Linked DNA regions of Rattus norvegicus: region 2 is linked to region 1. A link is a contact called in public Hi-C data. All regions are on one chromosome and are shown on one strand. Each heading gives the region's core, a stretch centred on a gene start, on an enhancer-like site or on the middle of the called end of the contact. The rest is flanking DNA. Distances are from core to core; before and after follow the strand shown.

The links. A called contact is a pair of places that touch in the nucleus more often than the background predicts.
Region 2: a Hi-C map of Schwann cells shows a contact between it and region 1, with 2.2 times the contacts expected there. The contact joins two enhancer-like sites. A contact is called at or near these places in 1 of 12 Hi-C or Micro-C datasets (Schwann cells) and 1 of 1 datasets of contacts at active chromatin or transcription factors (oligodendrocytes).

The regions. Positions count from the first base shown.
Region 1 is chr2:120,016,798-120,020,694 of GRCr8, reverse strand. No RefSeq gene overlaps it. Among named protein-coding and RNA genes, the nearest start is that of Rnu6-1158, 480 kb to the left of the region's middle. Within about 2 kb of position 1,919, at least 12 of the 93 cell types and tissues checked have an H3K27ac peak or open chromatin away from gene starts, as enhancers often do. A contact at or near this core is called in Schwann cells, where this site is marked.
Region 2 is chr2:120,246,085-120,249,745 of GRCr8, reverse strand. No RefSeq gene overlaps it. Among named protein-coding and RNA genes, the nearest start is that of Rnu6-1158, 250 kb to the left of the region's middle. Within about 2 kb of position 2,100, at least 1 of the 93 cell types and tissues checked has an H3K27ac peak or open chromatin away from gene starts, as enhancers often do. A contact at or near this core is called in Schwann cells, where this site is marked.

The DNA.
Region 1 (3,897 bases), core at 670-3,169:
AATTAATGAGATTTCATCTTTATAGTTTAGTTTGCATCTCACTTTCAACAACTATTTATCGCTGTGACAAAGGCTTTGGTGGAACTCAGAGTCTCCGCTGGATGCCTTGGGGATAGGGCATGGGATGGGGGATCCTGGAGAGCCATCCTGAAGCCCAATGGTCTTTAGCTTTTGATCCTGAGTCCTTGACACCCGCAATAAATAAGATTTCAGGAATAATGCTAGGATCCAGCAAGCATATACTACCACAGCTCTATGTTCAAATACTCAAATGTTTTTCCAATGTTTGGAAAATGGTGAATTCTAAACTCACTCCTGTGCACCTACCTAGTCCTCCTTAAAGCTCAGTGAGGCTCCTTCAATCTACTTAATCCAGTAAGCTAAGGTTATAATTGATGTAGCAAAGAGGTCAAGGTCCTGGGAAAATCGGCCATATTGGCCACAATGAAGAGTCGGTCACATGACTTTTGTCCTTTCTTGAAATACATGTTCTTCTTGGGGCAGGATTTCTTCTATTTACATTTCTATATGAATCTAATAACAATTTAGAGTGTGAGGGAGGAAAGGAGGGAGGTAGGAGGGAGAAAAGAAGGGAAGGAGGGAGAAAGGGAAAGAGAGAGAGATCCCTTAGACTCACACTGAAGATGGTCATATTCAACACATTCCACCTTGTTGGACATCTTGAAGTGTTCAGAATCCAGTGGTGTTCTGTCAGGCCCAGATGTGTACAGCCAGGTGCCTTCCTCACAATATTTAAACCCATTTTATGGAGGATTTAATCCGTCCTTGGAATCACTGACTTTGGAATGCATTCCTCGAGAGGCCATCTGAGATGATGAAAAACAGGTCCAAAGATGATGTTCAAAGATACCATTTATGGATTGGCAGAAAGGGGCCGAGGAGAGGGAGAGAAACTTGGCGGTGCCCTGTGGAGTCATTTCAATGTGCCCTGTTCTAGAGCACAAGGGAACTCTTGAAATTTCATAATCATAGGATCTTTTTATTCATGTCCCAAAGAGCATGTTTTTGAGTCCGTGTATAATATAGCCATTTGTTCTCTTGAACACATCTTAGGGATGGAAAAGGAGTTAGGAAAATGAGCCCATTGTTTTTTAAAATTAGTGACAAACTTCAAAATAATTCCAAACAAACCTCAAATAAAATGTTCTCCCCCTACCGCGAATCCCATTTAAACTGTTTGGGTCAGTCTGCTTTAATGAGCCCCATTCATGCTGACTCGTCCACACACTTCAGACAAAGACAACTGTACCTCTAAACCCATTTGAAAGTGATGGATGACGGTCAGCTTTGTGAGCCGAGCATGTGGTGGCTTGATAGCGCAGTGAAAGCAATCGCCGAGTGCGAGTCTGTTTCTTTTGGCAACGGAAGGGGTTGCTAATGGATTCATCATTTTCTGTTAAGCATGAATGTCAAACAAAAAAACATTTAGGGCTCTATTCAGCAGAGTTTCCGGCTTGATGCTTGCCAGCCATGGAGGCCCTGTGACTTGGAACCTGCACAGCCCAAAGCCTGATTTTTATTCCCCAAGTTGTGTGGAGCTAGAGCCCCAGAGCCTGGAATTCTGCCAAGAGCTTCTTCCTCATCCTCTACCTCCTCCTACCCCTCCTCCTTTGGCTCTTCTCACACCTCCTCCCCTCTCTCTTCCTTTGCTTCCTGTTTTTCCTTCTCCTTCTCCCTTGTCCTGTTCCGCCTTCCCTGCTCCTGCACCTCCTCTTCTATCTGCTGCTCCTCTTCCTTCTGCACCCCTCCTGCTTTTCCTCCTCTACCTCCTCCGTCTCCTCTTTCTTTCCCTCTTCCTCTCTTCAGCTCCTCTCTTCTCCAATCACATGGCAGCATAGGCCATGCTCTGAGATGGATGGCATCTCTGGAACAGAAGGAGATTCCAGCTCTTATCCCATCACTGACCACTGACCCTAAGAACCACACAGGACATCCATCCACTCTTAGAGCGCTGGCAGGGCAAACACTGAGCACATGCGCAGTGGAGCTTGTATCTTAGACCTGATTGGATAAAGCAGGCTTTGCCCATTTGTCATTTGGGAACTACAAGCAATCAATGTGCTCTGAACTCATTCTAAATTGCCCAGAAAATGAACACAAAAATAGAAGTGGAGAGAGAGAGAGATGTAGACTTTTGAAATGCTATGTCGGTCTCTGAATGGACCGCGAGAGGACTTGGGGAAAATGCTGGCCTTACCACACAGCTCTTACATCATTTACCACAGAAGGGCATCCTTCTTGGGAGAATGGCTTCTTCAACCACATTCACAGTGGACAGAGATAGGACCTGGGCCCAGAAAAGGGGAGTACTACCCCCAGCAGAAGTGACTATGACTTAGACCCAGGAATCACTGCAGGGCTGGCACGGGTCTTAGCACCAGCTGTGGCATAGTGGATAAGTCTCTATCAGTCTTGGTGCCTCGGGTTTTGATCATTGTTGTCTTGTAGGTTAAATGAAATTGCAAAAGAGCAGTAGTCTACATTACAAGTTCGTGCACATGTAGATTATTAATTTAATTATTTTAACTAGTAAAGGGGAAAAAATAATGAAATCAGGCATTTGTGTAAGGTAAGAGCTCAGAACATAGAAGAGATAGATTATTGACACCCACTTGCTTCTCTGTCAATCAAATGGGTGCTCCTCTGCCTGGGCTCAGGTTCACCTCTGTGCCCTGTGGATATGGTTGAAGAAGCCACTCTCCCACAGGCAGGAGGGAGTAGGGTGGAGTCTTCAGATGTCTATGATATAAAAAGAGCTGTGTATTATGTCTCCTGTCCCCAAAGTGCTTTGGTTATAGGCAACTGTCCACTCATACATGGCTTTTGAAGTAGGCACTCAGTTTCAAACTCTGACCTCCATGTTTGCACACCAAGTGCTCTTCCTATTCCTCTAAGGCATCTCCTCAAACAGGAAGCTCATGCTTTACCTAGGATCTCGTGTTTTCACAGTAGGGACTTGATTTGAGCACAGGGTTGATGCCTGTGCACTAAGAAGGGAAACAGGGTATGAAGATGACCCAGAGGTCTGTTTTAACTTCTTTGTGAGTGTGGCTGGTACCTCTCTTGTCTCTAATCCTTGCTGATATCTGGAGGAAAATTAAAATAAGTAATGAAATGTTGCCAGTTCCTTGTAAACGACAGGACTACCGGTGATTTAATGTGGCACTTATACTGGTGACTTAGCTTAGAGGACGAAGCTAGCTAGACATTGAAAAAGTAAAAGTAATAGTCTTCTCTGAACGATGCAATGGCAGCTCCGTCTGGAAATTCCCTCAACCACCTGCCTAGAGTCAATCAGGGTCTCTCTCCTTTGTTTGCATGTTTATAACACACACATGCTTACTGTGACAAGATGTTGATCTTGACAGAGACTATCACTCTAGAAACTCAGGAACACTGTGTTGAATGTAGTAAATGTGTATCTGGAAAACAGAGGAAGTCGTTCTACAGCATCCAGGTTCGTTCTATCTCCCTCCAACCTCTGCAATGGTTTAGTTGCTACTCACATGACATCATTTTCACCAAACTAAGTAAAATTTTGCTGGCTCATTTCACTAAGTTCTATATGCCTTTATCTCTTGGAATATAACTGAACTCCCACGAAAATGATCTGCGCATGTATTATACACTCTACCAGGGGAGCTGCAACCCAGATGTCATTTTAACCTGCAGAAATGGCCGGATTCCCGTTCCGTGGGACTGATTTCAATGAAGAATTTTCAGAATGATGAGGCCAGATTTAGCTGGTAGCAATTATTGGCACATTTCAGATGAGCTCAGCATGAAGAATAAGATTGAAGTAAGATTAAGTCTCAAATAGTAAAGGAGAGGGGAAAAAATGAAAAGAGAGGCCAAAAGGGTTCGGAAAGCAGGAAA
Region 2 (3,661 bases), core at 851-3,350, 230 kb before region 1:
GGGTCAGCTGTGCTTTATAGATGGGTTGCTTCCCCCAAATCTGGGCAGAGTGAAGCGGACTTCAGCCAGGCGAGCGTGTATCTGAAGCCTTCTTCTGCCCGCGCCTCCGAGAGTCCCGGAGACTAATGACCTTGTGGAGATGTTAGTAGAAGCCTTTTCCTTTGGATGCCATGTGGATTGTCCTCTTCCTCTTCAGATTTTTGTTGTGCTGTCTTTGTGGAAAGAGGCCCAAAGTCAGTGGAGGCCAAACCTCATGACCTGGACTCCCTGGTTCCCTCCCATCTTTTAAGGCTACCCGATGGAATTGTACAGTGACTCCTGGACCCAGAGTAGGCTCTTCTAGACATTGCTGAAGTCAGCCACTCCTGCTTTCTAGGAGACCAATACCCACTTCTAATCTCTGGGGCCCTGGTCATCACTGTGCTTTTCTGTCCCCAGCCAGAAACAGCTCCACTTCTTACTTCGTATGCCTTACATGGCACTTGGAGAGAACTGAGGTTGACAGGTGCTTCTGCATGTTACTGTCTTATAAACACACATAGAGACCAGCCAACCACATCCATCTCACACACACACACGCATCATAGAGACCAGCCAACCACGTTCATCTCACACACACACACACACGCATCATAGAGACCAGCCAACAACATTCATCTCACACACACGGCATCATAGAGACCAGCCAACCACGTTCATCTCACACACACGGCATCATAGAGACCAGCCAACCACATCCATCTCACACACACACACACGCATCATAGAGACCAGCCAACCACGTTCATCTCACACACACACACACACACACACACACACACGCATCATAGAGACCAGCCAACCACATCCATCTCACACACACACGCATCATAGAGACCAGCCAACCACATTCATCACACACACACACACACACACACACACACACACACACACACACACACGCATCATAGAGACCAGCCAACCACGTTCATCTCACACACAGCGTCCTGCAGAGAACATTGTTCAGAAGTGTATTTTGAGTGAATAAATTACATAAAAGGTGTCACAGGTTCTTTGTTGGCTTAATTTCAATAGTTGTAGCTAAGATCTGACAGTGTGAAGTAAACTGGCAAAAGTAATTTTCAATGTATGCATTTACTTAAGTTTTGCTTCCATAATCTCTTGCAAGTATTTGAGTTATGGAAGATTCAACAGGTAGTCAGCAGGGCTAATTCAGGAGGAGCACTCCACGGTGAGGAGAATTTTTAATCAATCTTTCTTTCTTTCTTTCTTTCTTTCTTTCTTTCTTTCTTTCTCTCTTTCTTTCTTTCTTCCTTCCTTTCTTTTTTTTTTTTAACTTTCTGGGTTAGAGAACCATTTCCCCACATTTGTGTGGAAACTTGAGTCCTGATGAAGGAATGACCTATCATCTCTACTCTCGGTATACATGCATGTGCAGGGCTGCTAACAGTGAGGATGGGTGTCTGGATGTCTTATGGACCCATGTTTTTGAACATGTATTGCATGCCTGGCATTCTGCTTATCAGTATACATGTATCAAGTCATTATCCTCCCTGTTTACAATTATCAACAACAAAACCCCCCAAACTCCAGAGCCTCAGTAGCTAGTGGGTGACAGAATCCAGATGGGATGCAGACTTGAACCCAGGCTAAGTGCAGCGCCCCCGCCACACTGCTGGTTTGTGACAAAGGTGTCTATCCAGGGAATACATAGGACAGTGATTCTGAGCAGTGACTGGGATGGTTCAGCCCAGGTCTTCTTAGTGGCCCATTTTACAGGGGAAGGATCTGAGGCTTGGGCTGAGGTGAAGTGACTTATCAGGGACACCACCTCCAGGGGTAAGCTAGGAGGTTAGACAACGGTGTTTCATCACATAATTCATACATACACAAATCTAGCCAGTTTCCCCCATATAACAGACCTATCTATGGACACTGGAAGCAGGAACAGTGGTGCTGATCCTGGGACAATGGAGCACTGTCTGTGTTTTATAAAGGGTCCGAGTGCCGCTCACTGACTAATCCGGTAAGACTCAGTATGGGAACTATGCAATTCATCTACTCTGCTCTTCTTAATGTCTAACCAAGCCAGCCAAGGGTGCTGAAGTCAGCTATTTCTAGACAGGGACAGACTCTTGGTCAGTCTCATGGGCCTCTTCAGGGAAGGGTGTCAAGACAGTAGAAGCAAAAGAGAATGAGCAAGACCATGGTAACAATTGAGCATTGAGTAAGAAACGAAGAGGGTGGGGACAGAGGGCCAGGCCCAATGGGGTGATGTCACCGTTTCTACAGGACAGATAGAAACCAGACTTCTGTTCCACGGCAGAGGGGCACTCAGGTTCCAGATATTAAGTCAGGATGTAAAGTTGGAAGTGTCTCTTGCTCATTAGAGCTGGATTCTCATGGAGAAGCTACCAGTTTGTCCTGCTGTTGGGCTCCTAGCATGTTAAAGTTTTAGTCAATTCCATGAGAGGGGATGACTCAGGTAAGCGAGGTGTAGGTATCCGCTTGCTTTAGTTAGGGTGTTGGGAAACACAGAGGGAAGTCAGGGAGTCTGGACAGCCAATTCAAGGGGAAGGCCTCAGCCACAGATGGGGTGGGGAGGGTCTAGGAGCAGAGCAAGGCTGAGAATAGGAGGATCAGGGTAAACATTTCCCAGACCAGGTTGGCCAAAGGTGGATTTGTGTGCACATTGGTTGAATGTACGTTGTCTTTCTCAGCCATTGGGCCTCCAAACCATTGCCACCAAAGTATTGTGATCTAGCAATTTACAGATACTGCTGTTATCGGATAACGGAGCCTGGTACCCTTTAGTAGAAACATTGAGAAAATGATGATTGGCACCTAGTGGAATGTGTCCTGTTGTACACATGTGGTTTCTGATTAGAGGGGTGAGGCTGTGTTTTACAGTTTTTTTTTTCATTTGAGAGAGAAGCACATTCGAATCACTTGGGGCAGTTTGGCCTTTCCACGGTGACAGGCAGAGTCAGCAGGCCACACCAACCCTATTCGGCAGCTTACAGCTTCATTGCTAAGGAGCAAAAGAGTGATGGCGAAGTCTTGAGGTGAAAGGGTAACAAAACATTTCTATCATCCGTGCATAGTTAGACTTTTCTAAACAAACATGGAGTTCTGACCTGAAAGCGGCACGATCAATGTCCCTTGAAAATCTTCTTCAGTCTTTTGTATGACACTTTATGTCCTCCCTACCAGACACAAGACCCAATCCTGAGGGTGGATCTCTGTGTCCTGCCCACACATGCATTTCCACTGCTTTCTGAGGCAGAGAGTATTCAGGTAGGCCCCGTTATCAATAAAATGTGAAGAGATGAGTTTTCAAAACTGATGTGTTTTATGCTGATATTTTTAGTAATTATTCTGTCTCTTTACTGCTTCCTGACGAATCTGCTTCCCGTTTCAGCATGGGGACCCTTCAGTTGGCTCTTTACTTGCTCCTCAGCCTTTTGTACTTCCCCTTGGTTTGAAGACCTGGAGACCAATGTCTGTCAGTTAAAAACCCTCAAATTCTTCCTTGATTATAGACCCAAGTGAAAATGTTCAAGTGGCTGGGCTCCTGACTAGTCTAGTGGGCGGGAGGTACTGGGCCTTGGAATGTTTGATTTGAAAAGGACAGAAGGAATTATTGCTAAGTGGTTTTGTT